Regions from separate parts of the Mustela erminea genome. Here region 2 is linked to region 1. The links are chromatin contacts, called in public Hi-C maps. All regions are on one chromosome and are shown on one strand. The core of a region is the stretch at or near the end of the contact, and the rest is flanking DNA. Distances in the headings are between cores, read along the strand shown. Region 1 overlaps RAD51B (DNA repair protein RAD51 homolog 2). Region 2 holds the start of ZFP36L1 (mRNA decay activator protein ZFP36L1).

Region 1 (4,851 bases), core at 1,134-3,633:
CTACCCTCCAGAAAACGATGATCAAATCTGGCCCTACTCCTTCCCACTAAGAAGAGAGCCCCATCCTTCCTGGTTCATTGTCCTGCTGGCCCACGAGAGCTGCACGAACTCAAAACATGTCTCCGGCTTTGATTTTCTTTTCCTGTCTTCCTGACCCTGAAAGTGAGAGAGAGACCTGAACTCAGGATGGAGGGTCTTCAAACAGTGGGGTATGAGTGTGGAACAACAGTTCCTTCCTCAGAATAACCATTCGAAAACATTCTCACATGTCTCAGGTGCCCAGAAACAACGCTCGCTCATCGACCCCTTGGTGGGGAAGGGGACATTAAAAGGTGGCTCTAAATGTATTTAGTGACCTGGCAAGTTCACGTTCACTTGGGCTACATCCCTGTTTTCACACGCAAGAGAATGACACGGTGGCCATTAGGCCCCGTGTTTTGCGCCGTCCGTACATTTGAGTTCCCGAGAAAATCCCCACAGAGCGGGATAGTAAAAAAAGATCAACCATGATGAAGACCTTGCCTTTTATTTCTCCACATCACCCACATTGCTCCCCGGGCACTTTTAGATTTAGAAGCTCCACTAATCAACCTTATAAACGGCAGCCCAGCCGCTGCATAGAAATTACTTTGTATAGCTTCTCAGTGAAATTACCCCAGGGGATAGAAGATGCCCAGGGCTTTAACAATCATAACACAGCCTCGGTATGAGAATAGAAGACAAGTACACTTTGACATCCCAATTGAAACTCCAGGCTGAATCCGACACAGAAGAATGTCATTACCTTTCCCAGTCTGACGGCACACTAAAGAAACTGGAGAAGGGGAATACCTATTAGGTCCCTGCTAATCCTCCTCCTCAATTCAAAGCAGGGCTAGTCCCTGGAATTCATTTCTGAGTATCCTTACTCTCCACTATTGTTAAACAGCTCCATTGATAAGTGCTTGCAGCTAATAATGCTCTCTACTGAACTCACCCCTCCTCATTCCCAGAGGCTCAAAGCACTTCACAAATATCACCTGATTATTCTTTATAACACTCAAGTGAGCCCGATAGGTGGAAAGGTTCATTATCTTCTCCTTAGCAATCGGGCAAATAGACAAAGGAAGAAGTGACTCGTTTAAGCCAACAAAGCAGAGGCAGAACCGGAACGGGAAACCCGGCCACCCTCCTGACCAAACGCGCACATGGCCTATGTCAGCTTGCAGAGACGTTCTGCTGACAAGGCAGGATTCCCAGGCTGGGGGCTGTGTTGGAATCAACAGGGTTGCAGAACTTGCAGCACTGGCTGGAGGGGAAAGGGCAGGAGATGAGATGGAGAAGCCCCCCTTGAATGGTCTTCACTAGTTCGGGCAAGTCACTTCACCTTTGAGGCTCAGTGTCCTCCTTAGGAAAATGAGGGCCTTTGATTAGAGGATCTTGAAGGTCCCTTTCAGCTCGCAGATAACTAGTGAAGTACGAGTTTCAAAAGAGGGGTTCAAGTTTTCACCAGCCCCTTGTGGTGTCTGGGCTCCATTTGTCTTGTAAGCCTGAAATAGCATTCTTGTCTCCTTAGAGAGTGCTCTCTGTCATCCACTGTTCACACAAATGATAGTGGGGATCAGATCAGTCAGTGCAAGGGGGGGAATGAAAGAGGCAGTCCTAGGGTGTCAAGGCCAAGGGCTAAAGAGAGATGGGGACAGGCAGGGAGCGGGATGACGGAAGACTAGAATGGTAATAAAAATAAGAATCGGCATACTTTTTGAGTTGCACCGGGGTCCTACCTGGGGGCACTCCCTACATTCCAGGGAACACAGGACAAGTCCTCCAAAGCTAAGAAGGCCCCAGAGAAACAAGGTTTACTTAGCTTTTTCTAAGTACACGATTCGCTTGCCAACACCCAAGCCCCAGTGAACAATGCCCCAATGTACCTTGTCTTGGTGGTTTTCCACTGCAATACAATTTCATTTTAGCAAAAAACACCAACATGCCTTCAAGTTAATTAAAACTGGATTTTACAGGTGGCTTCATAGTTTATAATTTATGTGACTTGAGCCAGTTATGCCAGAGCCTTTAGAAGATCTGCAGGATTTTTTCTCTGATCTTTTAAACTTTCTTTCCCTAAATGATGCTTTGATACTCTTCACTTGCCACAGAGAAAGTTGGGGAGAGAGGACACTTAGTAAAACCAACATCTGTTTGCAGGAGAAGCAGCCCCCCACAACTGGGATAATGACCCTGGAAAGAGTTTGGGTGATGAGTCGATTATAGTGACTGGATATGAAGGACCGACTGCGCCGCTGCCAGAAAGAAACACATTTTGTAATTTCTCAGTTGTTTCCATTGGCCTGGCTTTCCTTGCATTCACCATGGGAACTGAGTCAACACATTTTCTTGCTTTTCTTTCGGTGACTGCAGTGCCTCCTCCCTGCACACACAGGGAAAAAGCAGCAAGAACGGATAGCCCCTGAGAAGCAAAGGCTTGATGATCCACAAAAATGGGTATGACTTTATTTATCTCCAGGTCCAGCTGCAGAAGTGACTAGTTGCAAGCTTTATTCCATCTGCTCTCTCTGAGGACCTCAGCCTGACCTTGTGGAGCCTTCTTTCTGGGAAGTTAAGGAATTTCCAGGATTAGCTCAAGTCCTGAGGCTGCCAACTGTGACAATCTACAAAGCTCTCTTAGGTAATGATTCAGACCCCACTTCTGCTCAAGGCCAAGACAGTCCCCAAGGAGTTGGAAATATTCTCTTTGCCTGGACCCAGACAAATAAGGCCAGTTGACCCCGGAAGAATTTCAGAAGGGCAAGCTCAGCATCTCTGCATACTCAAGACTCGACAACTGATACATCTATGACAACAGTAATGTAATTGAACTTGAAAAGTGAGGATTAAGAGGTTGGATCAGAAACAAGTTTAAAAAAGAATACCACTAGAAAAGGAAGGAAGGAAAGGGAAGGAAGAAATGGAAAGGGAAAGAAGGAAAGAAAGGGAAGGAAGGAAGGAAAGGAAAGAAGGAAGAAAGCCTCATAAATTTAATAACAGTTGACATCTACCACCTGATTCTGGAGAAAGGTATCTTCTGAACATCTCCTGAACTAAACTTTTGAATTCTCCAGCAGAAGGCCAAGTTTCTAATGCCAATCAGATAGAATGCCAAGTTCCTCTCACCATCACATCTCTAGATGAGGAAAGAGGAAAGATGAATCAATACTCTCTCTGTGGGGGTGACCTGGAGAAGAGGAAGGTTTTAGATGCTACCAGAGACGGCACTAGTTTAATGCAGCCTAGATCACCCTAATCACTCCTCAGACATTGCCTCCTAAAGAGTACAGACATCTGGCTGAGTGATGGAACATCAAACTTCTAAGTCCATTCTGTGAACTCCTTAAGCCTTAGTTTCCCCATTTGAAAAATGAGGGAGCAGGACTAGAGGCCTCTAACACCCCTCCCATCTCCAAGACCCCCTACTACTATTGTATCTCTGCATACATTGGCTCCAGCATTTTCTCCACCATAGTACACTTTCTTTAAGCTTCATCCAGTGCTGGTCCCAAGGGGTCCCTGACAGTGTCTGAAGAGTATCATGTGAAGAATTTGTACTGGCTAACAGGGATACTTACTTCTCTTTACTCCTACAGGGGAAAGTTAACGTCAGAATACTAGTGTTCCAGCTGACCTCACTCAGGAAAACCCATTGGCATATGCCAATATAGATACAATCCAAAATGGGGAAGGATAAAGACCCAAGCGGGAAGATTTAGTGTGGAAACCAAAACTATAACAGGCTAACCTCTTAGTATTAAAATCTAGGAAATAAATGGGTAGCTTTTTAAATAAATGACTGGAACCTCAAGGTTTACATGTTTCCACTACTCAAGACTTGTAGTCTAGTTATGACCCCGCTCAGCAATGATATGCATGACAATGGATTTCCACAATGTTAGTTGAGGAAATTTTAAGAACAGTCAGCAACTTAACAGAACACTTCATTTACGGACTCCAAAATGTTACATAAGTATTATTTCTTATGATCCCAAACAGATGTGGTGATGAGACTGTCCATTTAAGAAATAAGGAACATATTACAGACTTATCTCAAGTTAAAGAATAAGTTAGGACTTGAACAGAGACTCCAACAAGCCACTCAGAAAATTACCCACATTCCTAACGTGTTACATATTATCAGAATACCTGGATTTAAAACAGTAGGGAGAAATTTAGAAGATTCATTGAGAAACAAGAGGCCCAACTCAGTCTCCAGTATCTCAGTGGTCAACCTGGCCACTCAGTGGTCCATTTACTTACCACATTATTCAGAAGTCTCCTGGAAGCCCAGCCAAGGTGGGCCACATCTAGATCTAACAAAATGATGAATACAGATTCTAATATGTATTCTTAATTTAAAAAAATAAGTTTCCACTTTTTAAAAAATGTTTTTCTATTTTATTTTTAAAGATTTTATTTTTAAGTAATCTCTACACCCAACGTGGGGCTCAAACTTACAACCCCAAGATCAAGAGTTGCATGCTCTACCCACTAAGCCAGCCAGGCACCCTAAATTCCACCTTTTAAGTTATCTTTCAGCTCAATTCATACTGCAACTTCCTTAAGAGAGACCACCATTTAAGATAATTTCGCAGACCTAATATATTAAACAAAAGAGCAAATCACAAAGTATTATGTGTACTACGGTCTAATTTTTGAAAAAAAATTTATGAAAGTATTTGTATTGCATAGAGAGGTGCCTAGAATTATAAACACTGATATTTTATATTATCTTACAATAGCAGGATTATAACTTTTATTTTTTGGCTATCTATACTTTCTGTTGGTACAGGCAACAACATGGATAAATTCTGTAAAAATAAT
Region 2 (4,851 bases), core at 786-3,285, 370 kb before region 1:
AGAGTTTAATTATAGAGACAGGCTCTGGGAGCTGGAACAAACTCGGTGGGTCGGCGGGGCCGGTAAACAACTCCGGAGCGAGCGGGCCAGGCCGCCGCCCCGCCTAGCCCGCGCCACGGGAGCGGGGGAGGGGATCGGCGGCCGGGAGTTGGAAAAGCGGAGGAAATTCGAGGAATCGGCGATCTCTTTGGGGGTGGGGTGGGGGTGGGGGGAGAAAAAGAAAAAAAAAAAAGAATAAAGACTTTTTCGCTAGCTTGCGGCGCCGGGCAACGTGACGATACTTCTGGCTGGCCCTGCAGCCGCAGGGGGACAGCGGGTGCGGGCCGGGCCTGGGGCCGGGAAGGCGGCCCCACCCGCTCCGGGGCCCCCTTCTCCCTCGCTTCTCCACCCCTCCTCCGTTCCCCCCAGCAGAGCTTCGCGAACCCTCCAGAGTTAAAGACCAATGGGCCTTTTTTGGAGGTGGGAGGGGGAGGGAGATAAAAAGACGAAATAGCTTCACATCAGGACGCAGACTAACCTTGTGGTTTTAACGCGCAGCCTGCTCTGTCCTGAAATCTGGAACTCATTACCTCATCACCAAGAAACTGCTCGACGCCCCCCCCTCCCCGACTTGGAGGGGGAGCATGGGGAAAGGAGCGAGCAAACACTCCTTTAAGAAAGAAACTTACACTTGAATGATTTAAATTAAGGTGGATGGAAGTTATTTCCCTTTCTGGCGCTTGCCAGATTTCAAGAAAAGCTGAAAAATGGGAACGGGGCGTGGTGGTGGTGGGGGGGGGGGGAAGCAACAGGAGGCTGGACAGCAGCAGAAGGCAAGGCGAGGGGCAGCATCCAGGTCAAAAATGGGGGCCGTCATCAGTTTAAGTCAGAGGGGCATATAACAGCAGACCGGGCTAGGATCGCGTAGATTCGTGGCTGCAGCAGTTGTTGTGTGTTTCTGAAAGATGAAAAACAACCGGTTCCTTTCGTTGTGATTTGGAAGGTTTCCCTGGGTCCGCTCGGAGGTTGACGAATACATCAGAAATGTAATAAAAATGCGTGTGTGGGTGGGTGGGTGGGTGGTGGTGGTGAGAGCGCGACTCGAGCGCTCTGCTCCGCCCGCCCTGTCCTTTCCAAAGAAACGTGCTCATAATGGGGTGACCTAATTACATCGCAATGGAACCCGCTCTTAGCCACTCAGCGCTCGGGGTTTCATAACAGACCCGGCGGCCTCGAGTGCTGGGAAGAAACGTGCGAGGGCTGAGGAGGCGGCCGGCACGCGGGGAAATAGGAAAGAAACATAGCCCCGCGATTTCCGCCTGGGTCTTCGCTCCAGCACCGGGGCGGGGGCCGTGGGCGACACTTTAACTTTGTATTTGGGTGGATGGAGAGGCATGCGAACCTAACAGTAAATATATAACAGTCTTAAAAGGAGTAATCCATTGGGGAGGGGGCTTTCGGTTTCGAGGATCTGCTACTACCGTCCTCCCCCCACCCCGCCAAAACAGCGCAGCGTGACAAGCCATATGTTCCGTTCCCGTGGGGGCGGGGGAGAAGCAACAAGAAGTTAAAAGTGTCGCCTCCCCCATTTCTTTACCTTCATTCTTGCCAAAGTAACTTTTTTTCATCATTGTTCAAGTGTCTAGGGGTGTGTGTGTGCCCCCTAGTTCAGAGCGCGCGTGGAAATTGGTGCGTTAATGATTTTTTTTTTTAATTGGGCGGGAGGAGGGCGGACTGGAAAGGGCATTCACGAGGGCTCGGGTTTTCTTTATGAAAAACTTTTAAGGTTGGGTGCGTGAAATAAATCCCACTCCCAGGCCTGTTAAACAAACAACCAATCCTCCCGGGCTTTTCTGCGGCTCCCCCTCCCGCGGTCCTGCTGCAAAGCGCAGGAGAGTGTAGACGCGTGCGGCGCGCGAAATCTTGCTGCGCTCCCCGCGCGGGGCCGGATCCTCCCCGGGGAAAAAGTCTCCCTAGTTTCCCCCACCACTCTACCTCCGCCCCGTCCAGCTGAGGACCAAAAAACCACCACCACCACCAACAACAACACCCCGAAACCCCTAGACCTGAATGCTTTCTGCGTCCCAAACTCCCGATCTCCTGGCCCTGCCCGGTTGGGGAAGACAGCCGAATGAAGACGAGAACTCGGGAAACAAGTAAGTTATGGGGGGCACTTGGAGAAGTTTCGGGGGAGATCTGCTCAAGATGGAAACCGCAGCCCGGGCTCTAAGGACGGCCTTCTGCTCCCGCTTGCAAAAAGAGAAAGTCGAGCCCGCCTTCCTGCCCGACAAAAAAAACAACACAACAACAAGAACCCCGAAGAGGGTGGAATGAGTGATGTCACAGAGCCGCGCTCGCAGCCTGACAAAGGGGGGGCGCGCCCCTCCCCCTCGCGCAGCGCGGCCCCAGAGAGGGGCGCCCCAAGCGCCGGGTAGCCGAGCGAGCGGACTCGAAACTTTTCCTCTTTAAGAAAAAAAAGTTGTGTGCGACTCCCAGTCGGTTTTTTTTTTTTTTTCCCTTCGGCTTCTTTCCTCGTTTCCCCTCCCCCTTCTTCCTTTTGAAAGTTTTTTTTTTTTTTTTCCCCGAGTTTGACCGCATGGCTGATTCAACTTCAGTGTCAATCAACTTTTTTTTCCCTCCTCTTCCTCATTTAAATAAGTTTAAAGCTCCTCCTCCCCCGGCCCACCAAATCTGTACTTTATAAATTGGGCTTCGCGCGCCGCGGCGGGGAGAGTCAGAAAGGCGAGGGGCGCCGGGAGCAGGCGTGTGGGACTCCAGACCGGAGAGCCGGAGGCTGCGCCTTCCCCGCACCGAGACCTTCGCGACACACCAGATCCCGTCCCTGCCCCCGTGCGAGCGCCCAGGATGACCACCACCCTCATGTCCGCCACCATCTTCGACTTGAGCGAAGTTTTATGCAAGGTAGAGTGGGGCGGAGGATTTGCTTCTCAAAGTTTTCTTTTTTCTTTTTTGCTTAAAGAAAGAACCCCTAAAAGTTCAGGTCTTGGTAGGCAGGGAAGAGAGGAGGGGAGGCGCGATGGGTCTTTTTTCTGCCTCGTCCCCCCCCCCCGCGCCCCAGTTTAAAGGAATTTGGCTCGCCTCTTTCCACCCTGAGTTTCATCAGGTCTTCCCGGCGACTGCATAGGAATTTGGAGACCAGAGATTTGGGGGGCGAAGTTGGAGTGGCGGGGTTGCCCGGGGGGCGCGGGGCGTTGGCGGACTGGGGCAGTTTTGGTGGTTCTGTCGTCCCTAATGGGCTGCTTAAACCGGGTTTCGCTGATCTGCTCGGTTCGCGCTCCGGGTCTCGCCGCCGCCGGAAGGGGGTTCGAGTCTCTCCAGCCACACTGTCAAGCCTGTGGGGTCAGCAGGGGCGCCCTTTGGGGGAAGTTGAGTCTCGGGAGGACGTTTTGCTGGGAGATTTCTCCCTCTGATGTGGAAGGGCTGGGAATGTGCGAGGAAAAGGCCAAGAGTTGTGATTCAAAAGGATGTTGCAAAACGGGTTTGCAGTGGGGCTTCAGTTTGCCCCAGCGCAGTCAGGCTTCCTTCTGTGATAGCCTTTGGGGTGCTGAAAACTATGGGGTGAAAATGGGACTGGGGTTGACCCGCTTACCTGTTTTCCAAGGGAGTGGGGGAACTCGACAACAAAATGCCGGCCTGATGTGCTCAAGGGGCTCTGTGAGGAAGGATTTAATGGGGCCTCCTTAAGTGGTATAGCTTGCCAGCCGGTGTGGGGGAAAAAAAAATAGCAGGTTTTAAACACTAAATGTCCCAGGAGTGCGGTTTAAGTGTATATAGCAAAAGCCTATGGATGTTAAATTAATTTTGCCCCCTCTCCCCAATTTGGAAGCAGGGAGCTGCTAGGCTACTTTTAATTGCTAAAGTGTTTTGCCTTCTTTTAAACACGTCGGGTCATGTCGCTCTCTTTTCTCAGCTTGCTTCTCCAGTCGGCCCAGCTGCCAGGGCCCCAGGGCTGCAGGGCTGGGGTGCAGGGACGCCGAGGAGCTGAAGAGCAACATCAAAAAAGTTTGAATTTCAGCTTCCTTCCCTCCTTGCGCTTTCCCAGACTCCAGTTGCCCTGGCGGCTCCCTGAGCTTTCCAGCACTTCCTTCTTTTCCCGGCTTTCTCGCTCTTTGATCTATTTCTTTTTTTTTCTCGCCCTCTGCAACCCCCCCCCCCCCCCGCAGGACTTTTTAAATGAACCTTATTGTTGGGAACCGGCTCTCAACTTGGTTCCTGTAATCCGCTCCGTGGGGTGGTTGCTGTTACAGATTCCCGATCCCCTGCAGCTGATCCTAAGGGACCAACTTTAGAATTTGTACAATGACACCCACATGGGCTGGGAGCCAACTCCCAGATCCCCGGCTTGCACCCTTTCCAAATCTTCGGTACAGATTGGGCAGGTGACCAGGGGCCCATTGGAACAGAAACCTGTTTGTGGTGGCACTGCTTCCCCCCCCCAAATCCACTATTGACTAGGAGGCGGGTGGGGGATGTGGTGCCTTCCTTTTCCTTCCCACCTGCAGCTTTGCGTTAAAGATTAAACACTGGCGCTCTTATCCACGCCTGCCTTTGCAGCCAGAAGACTAACTGCAAAGGCATCTTCCCAGTGGAGGGGGTAGGGTGGGGTGAGCTGAGAATGGTGGGGAGATCATTGTAGAAGACACCCCTTCCCAAGCATGGGGCAGTGAATTTTGTTTTAGGAAACCCATCGTTCTCCTGGCGGGGACCCCCACCCTGACCTAGGATTTTTCCTGCCCGCTTCCACTCCCCCTCCTCTCAGCAAGATAAAGCAAAGGCAGTCTGGAAACCTGTTGCCAAAGGAAGGGAACACTTCTGAAGAAGGAAGTTGAGAGTCTTAGACCAGGTCGTGTG

What was found. Hi-C and Micro-C count contacts between places; a contact is called where the count stands out from the background.
Region 2: a Hi-C map of fibroblasts shows a contact between it and region 1, with 4 times the contacts expected there. The contact joins the promoter of ZFP36L1 here to the enhancer-like site in region 1. A contact is called at or near these places in 2 of 3 Hi-C or Micro-C datasets (fibroblasts and spleen).

Annotation. Positions count from the first base shown.
Region 1 is chr5:114,941,208-114,946,058 of mMusErm1.Pri, reverse strand. All of the region lies in intron 8 of RAD51B (DNA repair protein RAD51 homolog 2), which reads right to left. Among named protein-coding and RNA genes, the nearest start is that of ZFP36L1, 370 kb to the left of the region's middle. Within about 2 kb of position 2,383, the one cell type or tissue checked has open chromatin away from gene starts, as enhancers often do. A contact at or near this core is called in fibroblasts, where this site is marked.
Region 2 is chr5:115,312,710-115,317,560 of mMusErm1.Pri, reverse strand. It overlaps ZFP36L1 (mRNA decay activator protein ZFP36L1), which reads left to right and starts at 2,035. Exons shown (of 4, transcript XM_032344582.1): 1 at 2,035-2,135; 2 at 2,639-2,901; 3 at 3,911-4,002. The coding sequence starts at 2,050. LOC116591571 (a long non-coding RNA gene) reads right to left here and starts at 1,968. Exons shown (of 3, transcript XR_004286057.1): 1 at 518-1,968; 2 at 1-185.